Regions from separate parts of the Mus musculus genome. Here region 2 is linked to region 1. A link is a contact called in public Hi-C data. All regions are on one chromosome and are shown on one strand. The core of a region is the stretch at or near the end of the contact, and the rest is flanking DNA. Distances in the headings are between cores, read along the strand shown.

Region 1 (3,749 bases), core at 1,250-3,749:
GGCTCAGGAAGAAGACTTGGGGTTGGGGTGGGAGGCACTGAATTAAGATATGGCTCCTTAGGTTCCTATCTGTAAAGAGGAGAGACCCAAGGCAGGCTTCTTGAAGGAGGGGGCATGGAATTCGTTGTCTATGAAGATTGATGTGTGAGCCAATGGATGTAGGACATCAGGTGCTTCCCAGCTCTGGATAGAAAGCAGACATCAATGTTTTTTTTTTTTTTTCCTTTTTAAATTTATTTTGTATATGAGTACATTGTCGCTGTCCTCAGCCACACCGGAGAGGCCATCATATGGTTGTCAGCCATGTCCCTGTGGTTGCTGGGAATTGAACTCAGGACCTTTGGAAGAGCAGTCAGTGCTCTTAACCGTTGAGCCATCTCTCCAGCCCCGACATGCAATGGCTTGATTCTACTGGGTGAATGTGGCCTGAGTGTAGAATGCCATCCCCACTCCAGGCTGTGTGGCCTTGGGCACACTCCCTAACTCCCTGTGCCTCTGCTTTCTCTCTCTAGGAGTAGCTGTGATGTGTTGCTCCCACAGGGCTGGGCTGCAAGAGAAAATATGCTAAAACAGGGGGATGTACGCTAGATCGCCTTAGGCAGTCTGGGGGGCAAGGGACCAATAATCCCATAGAACTCTGTTCGTGGCAGGCTGGGAGCAAGGCTGAGAGTATCTTAACCCAAGCTGTGCCCCTGTTGTACCTCAAACTGACTTTGATAAAAACTGTGGAGCATTTGGGGCTGTGTGGGGAGTGTCTGCATGGGTCCCCTATGCTGAGTCACTGCAGCTGGAGGGATAGTACCTTTCCCCAGGTACCTTGGCCCAGCACAGGAAACTGGGGGCAAATTGTGCCCAAAGACTTTTGATGCTTGAATCTCCAGGAAAGCAGGCCAATCTGGCTTCTAGCAGGGGAGTCTTTGCTTTTGGCCACTGAGTCTCTGTGGCGGGGCTTGGTGATGTCTCAGGACATCTGGTGACAAATTCTGGAATCTGGTTTCCTCTGCTTCCTCCAAGTCTGAGGACACAGCGGTCTAACCTGAACTCACTGGGTCCTTGGCTTCTGCTCTGACCTAGCCCTTCTAACTATCATCCAGGGCAGAAGATAGGGGACTTGGATGGCGTTGGGAGCCTGGAGATTGGTTTTGCATAGATGCTTCCTGTTCTGCTAGGAGAGAGGAAAGATGGGGCAGAACACGTGTCAGGCCCTGAGTCTGGCGCACAGCGGCCACTCAGCAGTCGTCAGCTCTAACTCCAGATCCATGAACTAGCACACCCATCCCCAGCCCCTGAAGGTTTCCCCACGCTTTGGGGAAAGCCAAGCAAGACATGTCAGTGTTAGGTTTCAAACCTGGCACAAAGGGCTAACTGAGGTGTCTCTTTAACATATCACAGCAGGCCTGGCTGACACGTTCTCCCAGCATCCCTCAGCCCCTGTGCGTTACAAGGTATGGCTAGCATACCCCACCCCTTAGCCTAAACTTCTCCAGCCCAGAAGTTGAGATGCCCTTCCCCCAGCTGCCCTTTGGTATACAATCCAGCCATTTTGGTTACCTGGCCTGTTTGCTCTACTCTTTCCTCTTCTGACTCTCCCCTTTCTCCTCCCCTGTCTTCTCACATGGTCCAATTCAGGATCATGTCCACTCTGGACTCTCCCAGCTGTCCTTCCCTGTGACTATACTCTCCCTTTGTTCTACAATAAATCTTCTCCATCCGAACAAGGAATAGTCATGTTCTCTCTCTCTCTCTCTCTCTCTCTCTCTCTCTCTCTCTCTCTCTTTCTTTTCTTCATTCGGTCAGGTGGCACCTGAAACCCCATGCCATCTAGGTATCTTGCTAGGGTGCCAACTGTGTGGTCCCAACCAACTTTGTCATGGCCAGCTGCCAGCACACCCCCTTCATGCCTCTGTACCTTACAGGTGCTGTTCCTGCGCCAGCCCTTCCCACCTTCACTGGCCTGAAACCTCCTGTGTGTCCTAGGCTAATGTCACCCAGACCTGTGAGTCTGCCACTCTTGGGGACGTAGTGCATGGCCTGCCAACTCTTAAGAAGCATCCTTAGATGATACTGGATGACCTGGGGTGCTTGTACCCCAGATCAGATGGTGACCCCTTCTCAACAGCATTTTATAGTTCAGCCTTGCAAGCTAGCAGATCAAGGGAGAGGCCAGTTTGAACCCTCTGATTGATAGGGCAGGGCAATCCTAGTTATCAAGAGGCTAAGATAGGAAGAACATAAGTTTGAGGCTGTGAGATCCTGTTTCAAAACACTAACCAACCATGGTCCTCTCATGGCAGAGATTGCTACTCTCTGGGCTATGTTTTCTGGAAACAAGAGCACAGGCTCCCCTAAAAAAGGCTTGATGGAAGGAGGTCAGCTTCTCTATGGAGGGGACGACGAGAGTGATTTGCCATCACTGGGGTGCCTTCAGTCTCTATAGCTCCGGAGAGCCATGCGACCCTCTGGTGGCAAGTGCTTACAAGTGCAGAGGGCATTTGGCCTCTCGGAGCTCCTGTCCCTGAGTTCCCCCTGCTGGAGACTCGGGAAATGGGAACGAGGTGTAGGTCCTACGCTTCAGCACAGGGAGAGAGAATCATCTTCAGGTTCCAGAGGTCAGAGATTGAGTTTTTTCTTCTGTATTCTTGTGCCCCCGCCCCAGGGATGAGGCTTCAGTTGTCCTTAGCCTGGACCTCCGTGTCTGTCCCCGTCCCTCCCAAACCTCCCCCGCACTCCTGCCCCCCCCCCCCCCGGCGGGGCTGGCTACTGTTTTCCCACAGGCTTCCTCCAGGGGGCGCCCATACCCAGCAGGTACAGCCACCCGCTAGGGTCCTTTGTTGGGTACTACAGGTTTTCCAAATCCTGGGTCAATGGATTGTCTGTCCGTCTGCCCTCTGTGGAGTCTTGTTTGGATGCCTGAGGCATTCTGTGTCACCCCATTCCCCGAAGCTTCCTGCTGTACTCCCCAGTCTATCTGAATGTTGCCCCGGAGTCATATCAGCGTTCTTCTTCTCTTCCTTCTACCATTTGAGGGGCCGGGGAAGAGGATAAGGGGTGGGGTGTGGGACCAGGGAAAGAGGTAGGGGATGAGGAGCGGTACTGGGGTCGAGACTCGAGGGGACCACGACAGAGGACCATGGTCCAGTCACCAGTCCCTCCATTGTTCTCTCTCCCCTGTATCTTGCTCCTCCTGACCATTTCAGAGGCCCTAATCTAACTTGGTCAGAACAGCAGAGCAAACAAATGACAAGTTCTGTTTTCCATTTCAACCAAATCACAAACTTCCTGTTATCCTCCACAGAGGACTAGAAACCCCAAGGCAGAAACAGGGCTGTTCTGCTCTGGAATAGAGTGGTCATTGCCGGGCAGCCTAGTCATGGTCTGAAAGGCCCTTATTTAACACACAGAGGGCCTACCACTGCTGAGGCCAAAGGGGAGGGGTGGTTAGAGGTGTAGGGTCATGTCCCTCTCCCCTCCAGGCATCTGGAGGTGCTGCGGGCTGACGCAGGCCTGCTTCAGGTTGCCTTCCACGCACCGTCAAGCAAGGAAAAGTCTGTGACACTTCCTGGGCCCATAGGTTCAGCCCAGGGCTGGCTGTGCCTGAGGATGGGCACATCAGGGACCCCAACTAAGAATTTTCAGGGACCATTTTATACAACACACACACACACACACACACACTCACACACTCACACACACACTCACACACTCACACACACACACACACACACACTCACTCACACACACACACACTC
Region 2 (4,060 bases), core at 749-3,248, 270 kb after region 1:
CCCAGAATGGCATTTCTCTCTGCCTCAGCCCTTTAATGTCGTGTGTCTCTGCAGCATAGCAGACAGGAAGGGTTCTGGGCTCCATGGCAAAGATTCAGTTTTCTTAGCTCCCCCAAACAGCCTGGCTCTATGGTAATGAGTACGTTAGGCTGTTCCAGTGACCAGGCCTTCACAGCCATTTGGTGGACATTGGTTGAGTCATTTGCTAACACCTGCTCTCATGTAGCCCAGGCTGGCCTTGTGGATTCAACACATGCAAGGATGACCCTACTCCTCATCCTCCTACCCCCATCATCCGCGTGCTACAATTACAGGTATGTGTCGCCTCCTTGTGGTTTATGGGATGCTGAGGATCAGTTCCAGTGCTTTGCAAATGCTAAACAAACTCCCAACTGAGTCGCAGTCTCAGCCTCTTCCCAGGGTTTCCTTCCCTGTCATGCAGGTGGGCCTTCCTCTCATTCAGACCATCTCCGTGAAAGGTTTTCCAGCACCCATACAAACATCCAAGAATCTTCAAGTTGGGGCTTGCTTTCCTTTTGGGGATGGCTGCTGCTGTTATAGGTGAGGTCTAGGGTCTCCCACAGAGTTCTCATCTCACTTCAGGCCTGTGGCTGCTCTAGGCTGGATCTTTTCGTCCTGGCCTTGCTCTGTGCCTAGAGAAGAGAGCAGTGAGAGATGGGCTAGGCTGATGCTGGCCGGGGTTGGAGGGAGGAGGGAAGATTAATTGGTTCTCATTAGCCTAGGAGTCAATTTGCAGACATTCGGTAAGAGCCCCTGTAAAGAAAGCTGTTGACAAATTGGAGTAGATTCAAACCAAACAGCGAGGCCCTTGAGGGACTGAGGAAGGACTGGAGAGCCCCGAGCAACAAGCAAGGTTGATTGGCTCTCACATAGGCCTCCATTGTGGGCATGGGCCAGCCATATACCCTGCTGATTGGACAACCATGGTCTGATCTCACAGGTGAACACAGTGGGCCTCCTCCAGTGTCAGTGAACTCGACCAAGTTCACAGGGCAGCCAGGACCCAGAGCTCACATGCCTCGTCCCCATAGTGATATCTGGGCCTTCCAGTTCAGGGCTGCCTCTGTCAGGATGCAGCTCTCTCTTTCTCTCTCTCTCTCTCTCTCTCTCTCTCTCTCTCTCTCTCTCTCTCTCTCTCTCTCTCTCTCTCTCTCTCCCTTCTGGTTTCCAGTCTCTTCATCTATCAGCTAGGCACTCTCAGGCCGAAAGGGCTTCTGGGTAGTAGCAGACAGTCCCAGCTATTTCTGGATTCAGCTGCTGCATCTCTGGATCCTGGGCGAGCCTCTTGTCTCTGCATACCTATTGCAGTGTGCTTAGCTAGTTAACACATGGTGGCAAAAATAGAGGAAAGCAGCCGAGGGGTTCCAACCCACAAACCCCTCTGAGCACACTGCTCTGTCCAAAGGCTACAGAACTAGTGAGGCTTATCTGAACCCTGAGCTGGGTTTTGAGGAGTAGATAGGAGTTTCCTTGATGCTAGCACTGGGTGGACGGAACAGCACGGGTCCAGGCACAGGGAAGCAGGTGTAGTAAGTGATGGGGTACTGCGATGTGGAGTGACTTGGTGTGTGAGGGAGGTTAGGTTCAGCATGGCCTCTCTCTCCCGCTGCTCAGAGTAGCAGGTGAGTGCCCGGGCATCCTGGTGGCCTGTGAATTCCCCAGGGCTTCCGGCCAGCCCCACCCTGCAGAGCTGTCTGGCACCCGGTGTGAAAATGAAGATTGATCATGGCGGCAAGGCAGCCTGGCCGCAGAGCCAGCCGGGAGTTGCAGCAACCCCGGGCTTCATTATTATTTTAAGTGTTACTCAGCTTCTTTATTGAATTCTCCAAGTCAGGAAAAATTCTGGCGAGATAAGAAGTTGACATTTTCAGACGCAGCAACGAGAGAACTGTGCAGGCGGCGAGGACAGCGCGCGCAGAGCCTGCTTGGCATGAGAATGTCCCAGCCCACTGCCACCACCCACGGCCACACAGGCACATGCACAGGCGTGCTGACTCAGGACAAGGGAGCCCAGCCAACCGGGGGTGGGGGCAGAGGGGAGGGAGAGAGGGGGAAGGCTGCTTCCGAGAAAACCACTGGAGACCTCTCTCTTCTCTCTACCTCCCCCTACCCTGCCTGTCTCCCTACCTTCCTTTATTGAGTACCTACTATGTGCCAGGCTGGGGTGCACACTAGCTCAGCATAGGGCTCTTTTTTTGCCTTAGAGTAAGGCTGAGGATCACAAGCTGTCACTGTGGAGCAGTGTGCACGTGAACAAGGCCAAGTAGAACTCAGGGGAGGAGATAACCTAGGGTCCTTCCAGGCCTGATTCCTGGGTGTGTCTGAGGCTACTGGCCTGAAGTGAAGTAGGTATTGACTTTGGGTTCAGTATCTGTTTGCTAAGCACATGATCACAGTACACCTGCTAAAGAAATGGACAGCTCTTTCTGGGAAGCTACATAGGAATTTCTGTATGGATCTTAAGGGAATTATGATTATAGGGTTTTCTCAAGGGAACATATTTTGTTGGTCTTCTGTGAAGGTCATGGCTGGGGATACAGACCTGATGGGGAGGCCCAGCCAATATGGCCAAAGGACAGAGGAAGAGACAGAGGTAAGATATGGAGGCCAAGGTTCCAGAGCCATCTCTTCAGATCCTTGGCTGGCTGGCCTCAGGCCTGGAACAAAATGGGTCTGAATTTGAGTATTCCGTGAAAGAATGACATGATCTCAGACACACACAACATTGTCCCAGCCCTGTGGTGGGAAGGTCCTGAGACCATCTCACCTGCACATGAACTCTAGGAAATTACTGTCCCAGAACAGGCTGAGTCTAGGTCATTGTCTTAGGGTCACCACCTGCCTCTGTGGCCTCCTCTTTCACATAGGTACACTTAGGGGTACAGAGAGACACACAGATGCATCCACACAGACATACTCATGAGCAAGCCTGCAGCTGCTAGTCCCTCTTCATCCTTCCAGCTTACACAGGACAGAGCTTTCTGCACCCCAGGGCTTTACCTCTTCTCTGTAAACCCATGGGCAACGGTTATGTCGGGAATGTTCCCCAAAGGCCCATATACTAACTTAATCATAGCCAGGGACATTGGAGGGTGGAGTCTTTAAGAGGTGGGGCCTGGTGGTAGGAAGTTAAGTCATTGGTGCCCCCTTGAAGAAAAGTATGGGGAACCTACCCCCTCTCTCAGCTTCCTTGCTCTGAGGGGTGAACAGGCCTTCTCTGCCACCATGATATACTCTGCTGCCATAGACCCAAAGCAACAGGGCCTGGTGACCACGGGCTGGAATCTTTGAACTGTGAGGCATATCTTTTCTTCCTCTTTGCTCTTTGTCTCAGGTATTTTGTCTTAGTCACAAAAAACTGACAAGAATTCAGGCCCCTCACAATGAAAAGCCTTGTGCGTACAGAGTAACAGCAGTTTGTAGCTCAGGGGCCGAGGTTTGACCACAATGGCACAATGGCACAATGGGCAGGCTCTTCAGAGACATGGCCTGGGGACTAGTTGTAGCTTGTCAGGTTTGAGATAGTTCTGCTAACTGCCAGCCCAAGCATCTCTCCCTGTAAAGGATGGTGCGAATCTCTCTTGACTCAGGAGGAACTGCTAAGCACATCTGCTTGGCACTAATAACAGCCTGGGCCACCGTGTCTCATTTATTCCTTTCTACCCTGGCCTGTGTCTCTGTGCACTGAGCTCTCAGCAAGGAGCATCCTGACCAGCTTACAGTACAGGCCTCAGCTGCTATCTCCCTTCTCTCTACCATCCTGTGGCTTGCACGTGACTAAACCTTAGAACACACCTCTCCTGTATCCTCTGCCCTACCTCAATCTAAGCATTCCTTAGCCCATTGGTGTAGTAGAGCTTGCCTACTACTTCAGGGCAATGAGAAAGCATCTCCGAGGTCTCTCTGATCCTCCTTCCTCCCAAGGCCCCTGGACTTGCAGATCTCTAAGCCCAGTCCCTAGACCTTCAGACTCTCACCTTTCCTCTCCCTGCTAGCTGTTGACTCTCACTATCTGCCTCTCTAATTTGATGGACTCCAT

Evidence for each region. Hi-C and Micro-C count contacts between places; a contact is called where the count stands out from the background.
Region 2: a contact with region 1 is called in a Hi-C map of cerebral cortex, with 6 times the contacts expected there. The contact joins two enhancer-like sites. A contact is called at or near these places in 3 of 39 promoter capture datasets (embryonic stem cells, hippocampal neurons and stem cell-derived epiblast-like cells), 20 of 484 Hi-C or Micro-C datasets (B cells, the N1E-115 cell line, cerebellar granule neurons and 9 more) and 1 of 9 other capture datasets (pancreatic islet).

Annotation. Positions count from the first base shown.
Region 1 is chr15:73,713,997-73,717,745 of GRCm38.p6, forward strand. No RefSeq gene overlaps it. Among named protein-coding and RNA genes, the nearest start is that of Gpr20, 8.4 kb to the left of the region's middle. Within about 2 kb of position 2,500, at least 18 of the 459 cell types and tissues checked have an H3K27ac peak or open chromatin away from gene starts, as enhancers often do. A contact at or near this core is called in cerebral cortex and hippocampal neurons, where this site is marked.
Region 2 is chr15:73,980,578-73,984,637 of GRCm38.p6, forward strand. No RefSeq gene overlaps it. Among named protein-coding and RNA genes, the nearest start is that of Gm32355, 7.4 kb to the right of the region's middle. Within about 2 kb of position 1,999, at least 35 of the 459 cell types and tissues checked have an H3K27ac peak or open chromatin away from gene starts, as enhancers often do. A contact at or near this core is called in cerebral cortex and hippocampal neurons, where this site is marked.